Regions from separate parts of the Pan troglodytes genome. Here region 1 is linked to region 2. A link is a contact called in public capture Hi-C data. All regions are on one chromosome and are shown on one strand. The core of a region is the stretch at or near the end of the contact, and the rest is flanking DNA. Distances in the headings are between cores, read along the strand shown. Region 1 has its middle 5.3 kb from the start of MIR125B-1. Region 2 has its middle 210 kb from the start of SORL1.

What was found. Capture Hi-C pulls out chosen DNA fragments and counts their contacts.
Region 1: a capture Hi-C map of stem cell-derived neural stem cells shows a contact between it and region 2, with 6 times the contacts expected there. The contact joins two enhancer-like sites. A contact is called at or near these places in 3 of 7 Hi-C or Micro-C datasets (induced pluripotent stem cells and stem cell-derived neural progenitor cells), 1 of 1 datasets of contacts at active chromatin or transcription factors (stem cell-derived excitatory neurons) and 1 of 1 other capture datasets (stem cell-derived neural stem cells).

The regions. Positions count from the first base shown.
Region 1 is chr9:124,045,355-124,049,824 of NHGRI_mPanTro3-v2.0_pri, forward strand. No RefSeq gene overlaps it. Among named protein-coding and RNA genes, the nearest start is that of MIR125B-1, 5.3 kb to the left of the region's middle. Within about 2 kb of position 1,662, at least 6 of the 24 cell types and tissues checked have an H3K27ac peak or open chromatin away from gene starts, as enhancers often do. A contact at or near this core is called in stem cell-derived neural stem cells, where this site is marked.
Region 2 is chr9:123,600,807-123,605,196 of NHGRI_mPanTro3-v2.0_pri, forward strand. No RefSeq gene overlaps it. Among named protein-coding and RNA genes, the nearest start is that of SORL1, 210 kb to the left of the region's middle. Within about 2 kb of position 3,140, at least 13 of the 24 cell types and tissues checked have an H3K27ac peak or open chromatin away from gene starts, as enhancers often do. A contact at or near this core is called in stem cell-derived neural stem cells, where this site is marked.

The DNA.
Region 1 (4,470 bases), core at 412-2,911, 440 kb after region 2:
TCCTCTCATTTCTGTTGGCACTCATTTTTAAAGCTCTGCTCTGCTGTGATCCTTTAAGGCATGGATCTGCCGAAAATTAGGGTCTCTACCTATCTATATACACAGTGGGTATATTACCGTTCTAACCCAATTTTCCTGCCTAGAATCATGCAGACAACCGGCAGCGTGGTATTAAATATAATGTCAGATTCTGTAAATAGCAAGGAAAGGGAGAAAGGTATCTGAGGATGCAGGTTTCCTCCAAGTCAATATTTTTAAAAGATAGTTTCTTTGTGCTCAACTCACACATAATTGTGCTTTGTCTCTGACTGTGAGACCTGCAGAAGCATACCTAGATGCCAAGGAAAAGGAGAAAATGCACAAATAAGAAGAAGATACAGACAGAGGAAGAAGGGAGAGGAGAGAAGTAGAGAGGAAAGGCGAGGAGCGCATAACAGCTAAAGGCAAAACGAGAGTGTTGGATTTTTGTAATACTTTTTTTTTCTTTTTGTCGTTATTGGGAAGGAGAAAGAGGTGGTTGCCAGGAGTTGGTGACTAGGTTAGAATCTTTTTCAGATTTGGCTAACGGGGTGTTTTCACTAGACTGATGGAGAAAAAAGAAACACGCTAGAATAATCATGAAGGGTGGAGCTGTTAAAAAAAAAAAAAAAAGTCTTTGACTCACTGGGTGCCTCCCTGTACACCAAAATGAATCATTCCTAACCAGAATCATCAATTGTCTTAGTGTACTTCTATATGAAGGCCAGATTATGGGAATCATGTCACTGCACCCATCTTCAAAACGAAGGGTAAATAGAGGACGAGATTTCCCGAGACTCTTTTAAACCTCTCTATATTTGCAACAATAGTTCAGCATGATTTTCACATAATAAGCTAATTTGCTCTTGCTTGTATTCACTCTGCTTACAAAGATATACAAATATATAGCTTATGAAAGTTTTGCTATGAACACATCATTTTCTCTATACAACTCAGCGATGTCTTTGGAGGATACTTATTTCAAGCAGTTAACACCTGACCCCAATTTCTGTGGGTAATTAGTGAGCTAGATAACCACACAAAGTGGGTAATTATTTAGTACCCAAGGGTACGCTAGAAGTGGGTAGTGGCTTTGTTAACAAAAGCACATCTCTAATGATTGTATCTATGATGGGTGTTTTAAAAATACCAGTTACTATATCAAGTGAACCATGATAAATAAGTGAACTAGTTTGCTGTCCTTAGCATATACATATGTATCTTCTATCATGGGTAATAATATTTAGCTCTCTTGTATGGAGTGTTGTGAAGATTAATTAGTTAACATCTGTAAGACTCTCAGAAGATGAAATATTGCTAGAGGCCTTCTAAATACAGTATTATTATTGTTATTATTACCTTGGCTAAAAATCCCAGAATGGGAGAAATGGAGAAGGTAAATGTTATTGTCTGGTCTATGTCTAAGTTTGCAAATATGCTGAGATCACAAACATAATGAGTTTGATTACGGGGAGTAGTTTCCTACCTGACAGAGTCTAACCCACACTGTAATAGAAAAGAAAGGCAGAAGGTATTTCATTGACAGCTGGCTCCGGTTGGATCTGAGGAACTGAACTGGGATAGAAGTGGAGAGGAAAGGGAGGAGCAGGAAGAAGGAGTCACTGATGGGCTGGGAGGAAGCCGAAATCTGCTGACCACACCCTCCTTCCAAAGTCTTTCTATCCTTCTCTCTCACAAGCAGCAAATAAGCACAAAAACCCCCAAAGAAGATATCTATGCAAGTCCTGGGACAAATTCAGCATAATGACAATCTATCTGCCAGTTACATAGCATTGATTCTGGAGGAGAACCATCAGCACAAATTATTATAACAAATGCACATACATTTTAAAATATTACAATGTTGAGAATAGGCACACACAGATCAACCTCAGATAACTTTAACCCAGGTTATGAGCAGCGATGAAGAAGCAACTTTTTAATTGCTTTTATGACTCACTCTCGGGGGAGAAGGGGGTATTATTAATTTTTGCTGAGAAAGAAAGAAAATAAAAAAAGAAAGGAAAGAAGAAAAAAAAGGAAAAGAAAATCCCATGCTTTCAGGGACCTAATTCTGGAGAGCAACCAAGCCTTGAAAACAAACAACAACAACAACAAAAACTTACTGCTGCTTTCTCTGTAAATTGCCCATCTCCTTGAGCTGGCTGTCTGGCTCTGGCTGAGGCAGGACAGACAGAGGCCTCTTGGAATCCAAATCTTCAAGTAGGCTCACCACATTTTTTCTTTCAAAGCAAGGTTGTCCTGGGGATTAACCCTAGGAGTCTGGGAGATGCAAGCATGTGGGGAGGGTGAAGAAAAAGATGCAAAGATGTTGTATTCAGTCCAGTTGACGGCTTCCAGGGAATGGAAAAAGGAAAGGACCCCATGAGCCAGCCAACAGGTACCACTGCCGAAATCTCTGCTGGAGGATGGCCTTTGGAACACGTGCTTATGCTGTGATTGGAGGCCACTGGTGCGATGAGCACCTTTTAAGAGTTTGGGAGCAGAGGGAAAATTTCTCCAAAAGCCACCCAAGCCAGGCTTCTGACCTGAAGCCCAGTACGTGTCACCCCCTCTCTGAGCTCAGAACTACAAAGGCTGACTGGCATTCTCCAACCCGCCCAGCTCCTTTCAAACCCACAGACTGTGCCAGACTGGCCCCACCTCCCACTGCAGCAAATGCTGTAGCCCCGCTCCATGCTGTGTTGTAAGGAGCCAGACTTCCGTTTTAATTGTCCTACCTGGCCGTCCCCTCTGCCACTACCCCTGGCTCTTGGTTCCTGGCATGGTTTCAAAGGCCCAATCAATGGCTTTCCCTCCCCCATCGGAGCTAGTTCTCCCTTTTCCAAATTTTGTCTCTTTCAAACTTAAATGTTTTTATGTCTTGTACTTTGTTTCATGTCTGGCCACCACCACCTCGTTTCTTTGGCCACTCTCATTCTCTTGTTTGACACTTTTTTTTGCCATGTCTTGTCTCATATTAGGACTGAAAACCCAAACCAAAAGTCAGCTGCTAGCATCTTTCCCTTATCCTCCCCTGCATTACATTTAATGTATCTGACAATCCAATGGATCTCAAGGCATGTTCTAAAATCTCACCTAAAAAGAGTTGAAGCCAGCAGAGAGCAGGTGTGTATGTGTGTGTTAAATAACCTAACTATGTGAATGTAGCAGGAAAGGGCCTGATGCATGTGGGTAGAAGGAAGAACAGAAGAAAGGAATCTGGTATACTTAAAAACATTTAGGATAAAAGCAATGAAAGCTAATTGTGGCAAGAACTTACGGAGAAAATACCATACACAAACACACATACACACACACGCATGCACACACACACATATCTGTATCAAGCATCCATGCTGAGCAGTTAAGTCACAATACCCTAAGATTATCTGATTATCTGAAAAAGTATTTACCATACTGTGAATGGGACAGGCAGGGCCACATGGTTCTTCAGCTGAAAGCTAAATACAAAAGCCTTCTGGAATGCATTGGAAGAGGATGGCAAACTCCTATAAATCATCTGCCTCCCTCCACCCTTGTCTGGGCTTAGGGGTTAAGAACTGCTATAGCACCTCTCTTTTATTTCCATCATGATTTTAAGCTTATTATTGCTATTCATTCTTTAAAATATTTGTGCCCTTAACCTTACTACTTAGATATTCATGGCTTTCATGTTGCAAGTCCGCTCTCTGTGACACTTCTAATACATATCATTGAAGGTCTTCTCTGTGTCAGACACAGGTAACTAATATCTCATTTGGTCCCCAAAACAGCCTTTAAAAGGTATCATCAGTATTTTACAGATGCAGAAAATAAGGTTTGAAATAGTTAGAATTGCCCAGCTCATGGGTGGCACGGCTAGGATTTGAACTCAGGTCTAATTCATGGTCTTTCCTTTGCATCAATATACTCTTTGACTCCTGTCCCAGTGTAAATGTCACTTTCTGCAGCTAGTCTCCTCAAACTAGTTTAGTTTCTTCTCCTATGTATTTTCCATAGCACCCTATACTTAACACTATCTTAGCGTTCATTCATTCTTTTCATTTTGCTGATTTTATCTAGTCTGTCTAACAATGGGAAAACAGAGAGAGAAAGAGAGACAGAGGGAAAGAGAGACCATTCCCCTCCCTAAGGTAAGATGCCTATTACCTGTGTACTAAGCGGATCTAGTACATAATTACTGACTACTTAACTCTATGTCAGACACTGTGCTGGACAGTGAAATTTCTTTAGCCGGAGGGCAGGAAGTGATGCTGTAGTACTGGCATCATCTGTGTACTTTGCTACTCCATCTCCCAACTCTAAGGTCACAAAGACAGAGGCTGTGACAAGGTCTCTCTGTATCCACAGTACATGGCATAGCACCTGTTACACAGCAGGAGCTCAACAAATCGTTTCAGAATACATTTTTATGCTAAGATGGCTTTGATTGTAACATTTTGAGAAAGC
Region 2 (4,390 bases), core at 1,890-4,389:
GATGACAATACACGACAGAGCTAGAACTTTCCTTCTGGAAAACCAACAGCATCCTTCAGGTCCAGAGCAAATTGTATTGGAACAAATGGCTGCTTCCCTCACAGTCCTCCAGAAGGGCAGCTCTGGGCTCCGAGCACCTTGAACTTGCCCTGAGCCTTCAGATCTTACCTCCACAGGTTCTGACCTGCACTTTCCCCCCGTGTCTCATGGTCAGAGTGCTTATTAGGCTTTCAGAGGTGGAGATGTGGGTGGGGTAGGTCAGGTAGTGCAGAGTGACTACAAATGTACCTTGTTTTACGCCGCACATGCATTCTGCAAATTTGTATGTCAGTCTTTTTATTTCCTGCAAATTCAATAGAATCTTAAAGAAATTAGGGGGAGTTGTCGTTTAATGGAGTTCAAACCTGCCTCTTTTTAATCAAGTGAAGGGTCCTTTTGTAATGCAAATAATGTCTTCGTTTTGTGAGCTGAGATTCTGTCTTGGCTTTCTTTAAATGAGACACACCTCTAAGGGGCAAATGTGGGGCTCACATGCAGCATTTTAAATGCAGGCCAGCGTCCATCCTCTGCCTTTGTTGTAACACTTGCTTTGGTGGTCTTTGTTTATATCAGGTATTATTTTGGCCACTGGAGGGCCCTCCAGATAGAGAATGACTGGAGAATCCCAAATGCGTTCCCTTAGCCCAGACTTCAGTTCACACCCAGATTTTTGAGCATGCAGCATTTCTTGCAAATCGGATTTAACTGGGGAGACTAGCAGTAGCATTGATGTTTCTTTTATGTAGGAATTTAAGCATAAAAGGAACCTCTATTTAAAAGAGCAGCTTTTGGATTATAGTCTATTTGGAGCTGGAAAGGAGGTGCTAATCTTGTATGTGGAGAGTGATCTTGCAGAATTTAGTGCAGCTTAGGAGAGCAGAGCTTTGAACAAAGGTTATTTCTCTGTGTGAAGAGAATCACACCAAGATGTATGGCGTGAAGTGGGGCAACAGAAATTATTTTTTATAATGAGGAAAAAGAGAGTCTTATATAGGCCTGGAAAAATAGTTGGGAGGTTGGCATCCTAAGCCTAGTAAAGCACAAAATCACCAAAGTTTATTTTCATGCCACATATTTTTTCATCTGCAGTTTTTCTACCCTCTTGCTGGAGCCTAGTTCAGAGATTTTATTTTGCCGAATGTTGACAAAACACCCTAAATTCTGGGCTCACAGTTGTCAAGGCAGCATGAAAAATTTCAGCCCTCAATAGATTCAAACACAGACCTGTTGCAAAACCAGATAGAAATGAGGAAAACTGTCAAGAAGAGTCCAGAAAAGAAATACGGGTCAGTGACAAGGTTTCCTCAGTTTATAAAACAAAGAAAATTCATCAGAACTCTCCACATCAGCCCAATACCAAACCAGATTAAAGTGCTGTCTCATGTTCTAATCTTCTGAGGCCTGAAACAAAAAGTGAAGTTGATTGTGTTGATTTGCATGGCTCCCCTGAACTAGTAATCTTTCAACATCAGAGCGGAGCAGGTGACTGACCAACGGACTTGTAGATGGCTTTGGGGATTAGTTTGCGCCCTCATAATTTGAGAACGTGAGTCCTGTGGGAACGGATGTGGCCACTGGGGATATAGCTGGCGGCAAGCTCTGTGAGGATCGGGATGGTTCTTACATTTTTTGTCCAGCTGTAAAATGGGAAGGAGGCTTTTTTCTGACTTATCCCCTAGCGTCAAGTTCCCATTCCCACGCAAATGGCAGCTCTTTCTATACTTATTTGGGAGTGAAATGGATGGAAGAAGGGATGGAATGGAGAGGATCCCTTTCCTTTTTGAACTTGGGAGTTTATAGGTAAGTGGGCAAAAATGAGCCTACGGAAGAGACTAACTTCGGTCCGGATCAGCAGCATTTGCTCTTCTGGGAACCTCAGCTGTGGGCAGCAGAGAACTGAGGGCGTGTTCGGTAGCTGCGTGTAAAGGGAGGCACTGTGCTTAATGAGGTCTGCAAGCCTCGTGCTTTTCATTTGACCCAGGTTTTTCTCCCTTGGATTAACCTCTCTGTGTGTTGTTGGGAAGTACTGTTCATCTGGTTGTAGCTCAGAATTTTGTACCTGGCCCAGAGGAGATTCCTGGGAGTGGAATCTAGGTCCCCACCCAATTCTGATTGTGAGTAATGGATGCCGTTTGGATGGGAACTGTAGAGGATTTATCTTTAACGCCAGAGGGCTGGAGGTCACAGCTGAAGCAGGTTGATTAAAATCAGTTACTCAGGGGATTTGACTACACAACCCAAAACACAAGCTGGAGGAATCCAGCTTCTTCTCAGAACTGCCCCCAAATACTGAGGAAAGGTAGATTCGAGGTCTGCAATCCTCTCCTTGCCTCTGAACTCAGAGCTGTCATTGTCTCAAACACGCACTTGACACTAAACATACATTTTTCTCTGACATATTTGTATTGTTTTTTAAACTGTATGACAAATAGTTGTGCTGAGTGAGTTCCGGGCACCTAGCAGGCAGGCAGTAAATATTTGCTGTACATCGAAAGAATGCCGTTGGCTTGGCTGTCAGTATGGCTCCGATTCAGAACCATCCCATTGCTGGGTTCTTGAAGCTGGGAGGATTGCACGTTGAAGGGCTGGTCAAGCCCTGCCTGACCAGAAAGGTCTCTGTGAATACTTTGGTCATAGAGACCAGAAAGGTCTCTGTGAATACTGGAACATTCTCAGACATGCCGAGCAAAAGCTACCATCGCAGGCAAGAGGGACGGTGGGGGGAAGTGCAGCTGGGAGTTTTCCTAGAGACGTGGTTCCTTTGTTCTGGTAGATTTCAGCCAGAAAGAACAGCAAATTTTTACTGTCTGCAAACCACTAAGGAGCTACTCCCCTCCCCCTTTACCTCCTTCCTTCCCAACCTGGGAATTCATTTGCTGCTTCTCTCTCCTCCTCCTCTGCCCTCGGGCAGTCCCCAGGGACAAAGCTCTTTGTTGTGAACACTCCGAGACAATACGGGATTGCACAGTCCCCAGGGCACAATCGGGGCTGTCCTCCATGGAGAGTGATCGCCCCGGCAGAGACCCCCACCTGTTGATCTCCCCCTTCCTGGGGCGAGTGACAACCTGCATTGTGCTGGGGACGCACGCGTTTCCACAGCAGGCTCAGCAGATGGTGCTGGTGAGCAAAGCCATTCCCGTCCCTCTCGCGCCCCTCCCCACCGCCAGAGCCTCGCTGGTCTAAAGCAAAAACAGATGTTTTCATCATTTCTGGATCTGGCATGTGACTCGCAGTTCAGCAATGCGCCGACATAACCCAGAGTTGTACGTCCCCATCATCCCCCGCAAAATAAAAATCCTGAACTTAAACGAGCCTTCCTCCTAGGCGAGCCACTGACACATGATCTGTGTAATCCACCCGGCACATGTTTAATCGGACTCCAACTGCAACTGCCTTTGTAGCCAGCCCCGGCTCTATAATTGGGAAGTTGTCTTTTTTTTCAGCGAAGACACGGGACAGCCAGACTAGCTATCTTTACACCAAGGGCTGGGAAGAGGCGCTAGCCTTTTAAAATAGCCCTGGTCTGGCTGGCTGGCGAACCTGTCTGCGTGGGAGCCGGTGAGCGGGGCCAGAACAAAACAGGAAGGCCGCGGCGGCGCACCCTGTTCCCGGCGCCCTCGGCAGGTGGCAGCATTGGCCCGAGCTGGCCTCTGCCGCTGGCCAGCCCCAAAGCAGGGCCCTTTTACTTTCGGTGGCCTCAAAATTATTAGTTCCAGATGAGTTCTTGCAATTGTAATATTTGGTTTAACCCAATCTGCCCGACTGCGTCAGCGCACGTTCAAATACAGCCGTCTGAAGTCTAACCAGACATCAGAGGCATGTTTCGGGGGTGTCAACATTCCTTACCCTTTGAAAGAATTAAAGCAAAACAAAACAAAACAAAAAAAGGAGGCTGATTTATCCCAAAACGAAAGAAGGGTGAACAGGCGTGGGGCTAGGGTGCCTGAGAGGGAGCGAGCAGTGGACATTCAGGGAAGGCGTAACAATGGAACTTTGTCCAGGAGGCCCGCTAGAGTGGAACTGGATTTATTTGTTGAACTAGGAAGGGACCTCTAGGTTCTTTGAAGGTTAGAGCAAATAAGCAAAACTGGCGTGCATTTGGTTTACCAACAGCAGAGTCCTTCAAGTCACGTAGGCTGCTATTGTCAGACACAAAACGCGTTGTTTCTGGGGCTGGGCCTCTGCTTAACACTTGGCTTGGTGTCCCAGGAAGGGGGCAGTGGAGGAGGGGGCTCCCCATCTTAGCACACAGCTTTTAGGGGCACTCTGAATGTCTGCCAAGGATGTAGACTGGGTTTCCTGAGGACAGCAGCCTAGGCCGCAGAGGACTCGTTTAGAAGGCAGGAGCCCT